Regions from separate parts of the Macaca mulatta genome. Here region 1 is linked to region 2. The links are chromatin contacts, called in public Hi-C maps. All regions are on one chromosome and are shown on one strand. Each heading gives the region's core, a stretch centred on a gene start, on an enhancer-like site or on the middle of the called end of the contact. The rest is flanking DNA. Distances are from core to core; before and after follow the strand shown. Region 1 has its middle 40 kb from the start of IFRD1. Region 2 overlaps DOCK4 (dedicator of cytokinesis 4).

Evidence for each region. Hi-C and Micro-C count contacts between places; a contact is called where the count stands out from the background.
Region 1: a contact with region 2 is called in a Hi-C map of fetal cortical plate, with 2.0 times the contacts expected there. The contact joins two enhancer-like sites. A contact is called at or near these places in 2 of 14 Hi-C or Micro-C datasets (blood and fetal cortical plate).

Annotation. Positions count from the first base shown.
Region 1 is chr3:152,019,282-152,023,317 of T2T-MMU8v2.0, reverse strand. No RefSeq gene overlaps it. Among named protein-coding and RNA genes, the nearest start is that of IFRD1, 40 kb to the left of the region's middle. Within about 2 kb of position 2,542, at least 1 of the 40 cell types and tissues checked has an H3K27ac peak or open chromatin away from gene starts, as enhancers often do. A contact at or near this core is called in fetal cortical plate, where this site is marked.
Region 2 is chr3:151,354,567-151,358,106 of T2T-MMU8v2.0, reverse strand. DOCK4 (dedicator of cytokinesis 4) reads left to right here. Exons shown (of 51, transcript XM_077997203.1): 44 at 1,188-1,307; 45 at 1,659-1,780; 46 at 2,107-2,173. Among named protein-coding and RNA genes, the nearest start is that of IMMP2L, 180 kb to the right of the region's middle. Within about 2 kb of position 1,321, at least 4 of the 40 cell types and tissues checked have an H3K27ac peak or open chromatin away from gene starts, as enhancers often do. A contact at or near this core is called in fetal cortical plate, where this site is marked.

The DNA of each region.
Region 1 (4,036 bases), core at 1,293-3,792, 660 kb before region 2:
GAGCTAGGCTCTTCCAGGTGTGGTCAGCTCTCAGGGGTCTCATCCACAGAATTAACACCTCATGGTTACAAGGTGCCTGCAGCCTCACATAACAGCTCCATAAAGCAGGAAGGGATGAGAGTGGGCAAATGTAACTTCCTTCTCATGCAACTCTTGCTTTATCAGGAGGAAATTCTTTCCCCCAGCACACTTGCTCTTATATTTGATGAGCCAGAACTAGGTCACAGGCCTTCTCCACAGCAAGGGCACAAGACTCCTTTTCCTGGCTTAAATCAGTCCTGGGTTCATACCCTACGGCTGCAAAAGTGTATTTATTATTGCTACTATTGGGCCCAAGAAGAAAGAATCCTGCTTCTAAAAGTGAAATGGAGGAAGGATGCTTATTCAGTGGCCAATTAATCTTTTCTTCCAAATGATTTCACAAAAAGCCTAAGGACAGTGTTTCTCTGCTAGATTACAATAATGGCCAGATTTAAGCCCAACTGTGGCACTAAGAGATTGGAAATAAGAAACAGCTGTTGCCGGGCGCGGTGGCTCAAGCCTGTAATCCCAGCACTTTGGGAGGCCGAGACGGGCGGATCACGAGGTCAGGAGATCGAGACCATCCTGGCTAACACGGTGAAACCCCGTCTCTACTAAAAATACAAAAAACTAGCCGGGCGAGGTGGCGGGCGCCTGTAGTCCCAGCTACTCAGGAGGCTGAGGCAGGAGAATGGCGTAAACCTGGGAGGCGGAGCTTGCAGTGAGCTGAGATCCGGCCACTGCACTCCAACCTGGGCGACAGAGCGAGACTCCGTCTCAAAAAAAAAAAAAAAAAAAAAAAAGAAACAGCTGTTGGTGAAGTAGATCATCAATGCTATTTTTGTCTCATTGAATTGAAGTCAACTAACCTGAGATAGCTGGCATTCTTTGCACACCAGGTTTCATAGATTTCTCCAGTGCTTTTTCTGATCTTTTATGAGATAGGAATTCATGGGCTGGTAATTGATTCATTACCAACTCACTGCTGTGATTACAGGAGGGAAGAGCCTAATGATTTTCAGTGAACAAGATCCAGAGAATAAGACTCAATGTGAAATAGTTGAGTTGGGGGAAGCCATAAATTATAATCCAGGACACATGATTTTCAACACTAAAATTAGGGAATCAAGCAAGCACATTGCTAAGACCCTTTCTTCAGTACTTTTCTATAGTCTAGGAATCTTTGGAACTGAGAGAAAATTAGCATTTAAGAGTAATTTATAATGACTTTAGTAGAGAATGGAGGTAATAAGGCCAAGGTCAAGGACATGAGTCTCGTTTAGACCAAATTTTGTTAAAATCAGACATCCATCACAGTCCCATCTAACCAGCCATGGCATACTCTTGATCACATGAAATCTGAGAAAAAAAGTAAGACCATATCAGCAAAACTCCCAAATGGAGGGGAAAAAGCCAATTCTAATGTATGTACCAATGATAATATCTAAAAACCATACTGTCAGTATATATCTAAATAAATTGAATAAATTGATGTCTTTTTAACATTTAAATGTTTTCTCTCCTATTTTGCACATTTCCCTGCTTTGATGAAGTCCTAGAAGATTAAAGTGCACATTAATGCCACATCCCAAAAGAACCTCTGGCATTCAGGCTTTCAAGTGCTGCCAGTCTACCAGTCTAGTCACACAGAACCATTGTTTGTGTCATTTTGTGTTCTAATGAAGAGCAAACACTGGCTTGTAAAGCTCTTTTTCCTTATGGGAAACCAGAGAAGTCAATGGGGGAAACACACCATTGTGCTTTCCTTTTTATATCCATGCCATTGCAATACACACCCAAACTCCAAGTTAGGGCATTTGTCTATGATTGCCTGGATTTTTCTACTTGAACAAATCCAAGTTGGTTTTTGAATGTGTGAGCAACACCAACTTGCTTTTCCTGTTGTTTTCCTTTTTCTCGCTTCACTTCTTCTTCACTTCACTTAAACACCTTTGTCTTAGTCAATTGGGGCTACTATAACAATATGCCATAGACTGGGTGACTTAAACAACAAACATTTATTTCTCACAGTTCTGGAAGCTGAGAAGTCCAAGATCAAGGTGCCAGCTGCTTGGGTTCTGGTGAGGGCCCTCTTTTGGCCTTACAGATGGCCGCCTTCTTGCGGCATCCTCATAGTGAAGAGAGAAAGAAGGCCCTGGTCTCTTCTTCCTCTTATAAAGGCACTAATCCCATTCATGAGGCTTCACCCTCATTACTTCCCAAGGGCCCCACCCACTAATACCATCACATTGGGGGTTAGGGCTTCAAGATATGAATTTTGCAGGAGACATAAACTTTCAGTCTACAGCACCCACCAGAGGAGTTTTAACATAATTTAATTTCTACTTTTCCCCTCTATTGCTTCATTTATTGTATATGTATTTTCCTTCTGTTGAAAGAAGAATCTATGTTGAGTAGGCTGCCAGATTATTCCGGAGAATTGATTGAAGATATTTCCTCGGGAAGATTTTCTTGGCAGACAGACAAAATGCATCCTGTATGTTTCTGCAGCAGCCCATAGAGTGCAGCACCGCACTACTCGGTCCCTCCCAGGACGAAACTCTATGAGTTGTCAAATTAATTTCTTCTTTCTAAAGTGCATAACACAGTTCATTCTGGGCTTCTATCTGTTCAAGAATTTAGAACCAGAACTTTAGACAAAGGAATTTTAATTGCATGCTGATAAAATGTCAAAACTATTGCATAAAGTAACTGTGCTTTTTTTTTTTTTTTTGTACAATGCCTCAAGGATTATGAGAGAGATTTGCCCCTGTGAGTGAAATCCATTTTGTAACTCATCAGAAAATCTTTAACCTATGAGCTAATTCTTATAATCTCCTCTACAAGCCATTAGACTGTGTCTTTCCACCTTCTGGATCGCACAGTTATACAATAAGCTAAAATGAGTGGTCTGCAAATTTGGTTAACCCATTGCTAACTTTAAGTGGTGATTTTTACCTCCCTGTGAAAATCTGAATGATGAATAAGAACTGTTGCTTGTTTGGAGAAGTTGCTTATTTCACAGGACACAGCTGTTATGCCTCATGTTAAACTGTGAAGAGCTGCATCAGAAGGTCACCTTCCAGATCCATCCTTCCCACTTTAAAAAGAAAATACCCAGAGAAGACAACAAGGATGTGGCTTGACTTTCAAGGCCATCCAGTGAGATAAAAGAGCTTCTCCAGGTGATGGTAGGAGTTTTCAATCAATGCATACGTATTACCATTGGTACCCAGAATAGTTGGGGGGTGGGGGGACAACGCTGCTGGGTTTACAGAACAATTGCTAAGGCACCAGCAGGATACCAAGAAATACACAATCATCTTCCCAAAGACAAGTTTTTACTTCTATCACAGACACAATCTCTGAGGCAGCGATTACTGAGAAGTAAAATACAAAAACACTAAGGCATTTTTCACTATCTTTAGTATTTAAGAAAAAGGGTCCCCAAATATTTCCATTTGAGATGATAAAGTGCTCTTCAGTCACTTAGCTTACTCTTCAGTTCAGATGACTCATCATTTTGATTTCAAACAGAGTTCATATATGTCTGTTTTTAAAAACTAGTTCAAAAAGTCTAAAGTTAAAAAACTAAACCAAATACTCATTATTCTCATGTCAAATTACAGGACTCTTGGTGACTGGCTTTTTTTTCACATGTAGCCTGGAGCCCTTGAAAACCTCTAACTGCCCTGTTAGGTTCTCCAGGATACACAGAAGTTGCCTCATTATTTTAGTTAATAGTGATTGCAAATAAGCCCCCCAAGTCATTTAACTATGTGCTTATTACTGCGTTGAAAGAACTCCAAGTTAGGTCCTCATGTAGGTAAAGGAGCTCCCTTCACATACGTGTGTTCCTAAACTTGTCAAAGATTATAGCAAAGCAATTTAAAGCTAAGGTAAGGGTAACTCTCAATACAAGATTAATTTGAAAATGCTTAAACAAGCTTTTTTATTGATGTCTAGCATACATACAGAAAAGTATAAAAATATTAAGAGTATAGTTCAATGAAGA
Region 2 (3,540 bases), core at 72-2,571:
CTAAAATCTTCACAAGCTGCAAAGATTAAAAACAGCAACAATAACAACAAAACCTTGTAGTGATGTAGGATTCATTTTCCTCCCAGTCTGTGAAATTTGTCCTTTTGACCATGTTAGCATGGGGGTCATTTTTTAAATACAAAAGACAGCTGCTGCTCAAATCAAAGGAATCACACGCTATTGATGGTTGAACAAAGAAAGGTTGAATGTTTACCTTCATCTCTTCGGATCCTCACAGCAGGAAAGTTTTTTAAGTAGGACCTGCTGTCTTGTTGAATTATAAGTGAAAATGAATAATTTTTTTTTGGTTTTTTGTTTTGTTTTTTGTTTTTGAGACAGAGTCTAGCTCTGTCACCTAGGCTGGAGTGCAGTGGCGTGATCTTGGCTCACTACAACCTCCACCTCCCGGATTCAAGCAATTCTCCTACCTCAACCAACCGAGTAGTTGGGACTACAGGCACGTGCCACCACACCTGGCTAATTTTTGTATTTTTAGTAGAGACAGGGTTTCACTGTGTCAGCCAGGCTGGTCTTGAACTCCTGACCTTGTGATCAGCCCGTCTTGGCCTCCCAAAGTGCTGGGATTACAGGGGTGAGCCACGCGCCTGGCCAGGAATAATCTTTTTAAACAAAAACAAGAAGCATAGAAACTGTCATAGAATTCCTTTTCATTTTTCCCATCCTCCCTGGCAGATTCTGAAAGTCTGTGGGAGGGATGGATGAGCACAGAGGAACCCAATGGGAGAGAGAAGGAAAATGTGGGGGAGAGGATGCCATGCAAAGAAGAGATCCTTAGGGGAGAATTGCCGGCCCTCTTAACAGGGAGCAGTGCCCACCCCTATTCCTTCTCCACCCTGGGAAGAGAAGGAAGTGTCCAAAAGACACGTAACTGTTACGAAGCATTGTAATTATAGATCTAAAATACGTGGGAAAGAAGCCTGGGGGAGTAGGAAAATTAATCTGAAATCAGAACCAAGTTCTAATCCCCATTTGTCTTTTATCCATGAAGGATTTTTCAGATCCTCAGTTTTTCTTCACCTGTAAAGTGACAACTGTTCCTACCTTGTCAGAGGCAGAGGATTAGCAGTAATGTAAGCCAAATGCATAGTAAAGTGTTTGGCCCATAGCAGGCACTTAGTGAGAGGTAGTCATTGATGTGAGGTTTTTTCCTTATATTGTTAATTAAGGCACAGATTCTGGAATTTGGTTTGGCCGTGCATGAGAAGTTTGTACCTCAAGATATGAGACCCCTTCACAAAAAGCTGGTCGACCAATTCTTCGTGATGAAGTCGAGCTTAGGGATACAGGTATGTACACTTAGGTGTCCATGGCGGGGCAGCCTGACCACTGCCGTTTGCTTGTTAAAGGGATGATGACATATCCAATAGTGACATCTTTTGGTTTTTCTACCAAACTGCACTGTTTTACCAGGGAGCCCTCAAATACAATTGCCTTGTCTGCTATTTGCGAGGCTTTCCTTTTGGGAAAACACAAATATAAGCGAGGAAAAGCCAAATAATTCTGGAACTTGCTTTAATAGCTCCCTATGTAAAGATTTGATGACAATTAGGATGTGTGTCTAGTATGCTAACCTATCTCATCAGTAATTTTGCCCATATCATTACTGTAATGAGATATTTCCTTCACTACATCTTTAGGAGTTCTCTGCTTGTATGCAAGCCAGTCCTGTCCATTTTCCTAATGGAAGCCCTCGTGTGTGTAGAAACTCAGCACCTGCCTCTGTGAGCCCAGATGGTACCAGGGTAATTCCTAGACGCAGGTAAGTCATATTCCAAATTATCTTACAATTTGGCCTCACCCACAAGATGATCTGGAGTGGTTCTCTCATTCTTTATGGCACAATTTGTCAAATATGCTATTTCTTAATGAAATAACTAACCCACGAGGCAGCTGCAGACATCTGCCACTGGTGAAACAGCAACAGCGTGAGAAATAAATAAACTCAAACATTTGATTATATTGAGGCAAACAGGAGAAAACAAAATGGGATATATTCCCCCCCCCCTTTGGTTTCATAGCATTCTAGCACATGGTAAAGTACAATTTGGAGACTGAGTTAATGTCCTTTTTTTTCCCCCGAAACAGCCCATTAAGTTACCCAGCTGTCAACCGATATTCTTCCTCCTCACTGTCCTCACAAGCTTCTGCTGAAGTAAGCAATATTACAGGGCAATCAGAAAGCTCTGATGAAGTCTTTAACATGCAGGTACTTAATTAGCTTTTTGTCTGGTTGTGTTTATTCCTTTTCTGTCTCAGTCATGAGTGTTTCTGTTCATTCTGCTGCGCTGATGAACAGGCCAACAAGCAAGAACTTGGCTTAAGGACAAACCTTTAAACACTCTTCTTGCTTTATGGGTCTCTAGAGTCTACAAAGACGTTTCTCTTAAAACTGCCCCATCGCTCTAAGACGACATCAGCAAGCGATGGAAAAGCCCAGGCACGCTGCACAGGGTTCAGCTCTGAGACCTGCCCCAAGTTCCTTCTGCAGTCCGGGACTCTCAGAGTGTGTCGCCACTCACTAGCTGCCTCTTAGCTTGCCTTTTTATTTATTTATTTATTTTTTTTACGGGTCTGACTCTGTCGCCCAGGCTGGAGTGCAGTGGTGCGATCTTGGCTCGCTGCAACCTCTGCCTCCTGGGCTCAGGCAGTTCTCCTGCCTCAGCCTCATGAGTAGCTGGGATTACAGGTGTGCACCACCACGCCCGGCTAATTTTTGTATTTTTAGTAGAGACGGGATTTCACCATGTTGGCCAGGATGGTCTCAAACTCCTGACCTTGAGTGATCCACCCACCTTGGCTTCCCAAAGTGCTGGGATTACAGGCGTGAGCTACTGCACCCAGCCCCTCTTAGCATTCCAAAATGGCTTTTTGTTCTTTAAGACGACATGATTTGTCTAGGTGCAGTGACTCATGCCTATAATCCCAACACTTTGGGAGGCCGAGGTGGGCGAACTTGAGATCACTTAAGATCCGGATTTTGAGACCATCCTGGCCAACATGGTGAAATCCCATCTCTACTAAAAATACAAAATTAGCCGGGCATGGTGGCACACGCCTGTAATCCCAGCTACTCGGGAGACTGAGGCAGGAGAATTGCTTGAACCCAGGAGGAGGAGGTTGCAGTGAGCCAAGAGCACATCACTGCACTCCAGCCTGGGCAACAAAGTGAGACTCTGTCTCAAAGAAAAAAAAAAAATACACAATTTGAGGGTCTGTTTTAAAATTCTCTTTACTTATGTACATATCAGAAAGTTTCCAAAGTTTTTTTTTTTTTTAAACACAAGAAAAATGCAGTTTTTAGGAATTTTAGAGCCAGTATAACTCCTGCAACCATTTTATTTAAACACTACTAATATGGCATTTATGATAGTTCAGTAAGACTAAGCTGAAATTTTCCTCACCACTGTCTTTGAAAAAGGGGCATAACACATATTTCCCAATTCATGCTTTGAACATTTTTTTTTTTTTTGAGACAGAGTCTTGCTGTGTTGCCCAGGCTGGAGTGCAGTGGCGCAATCT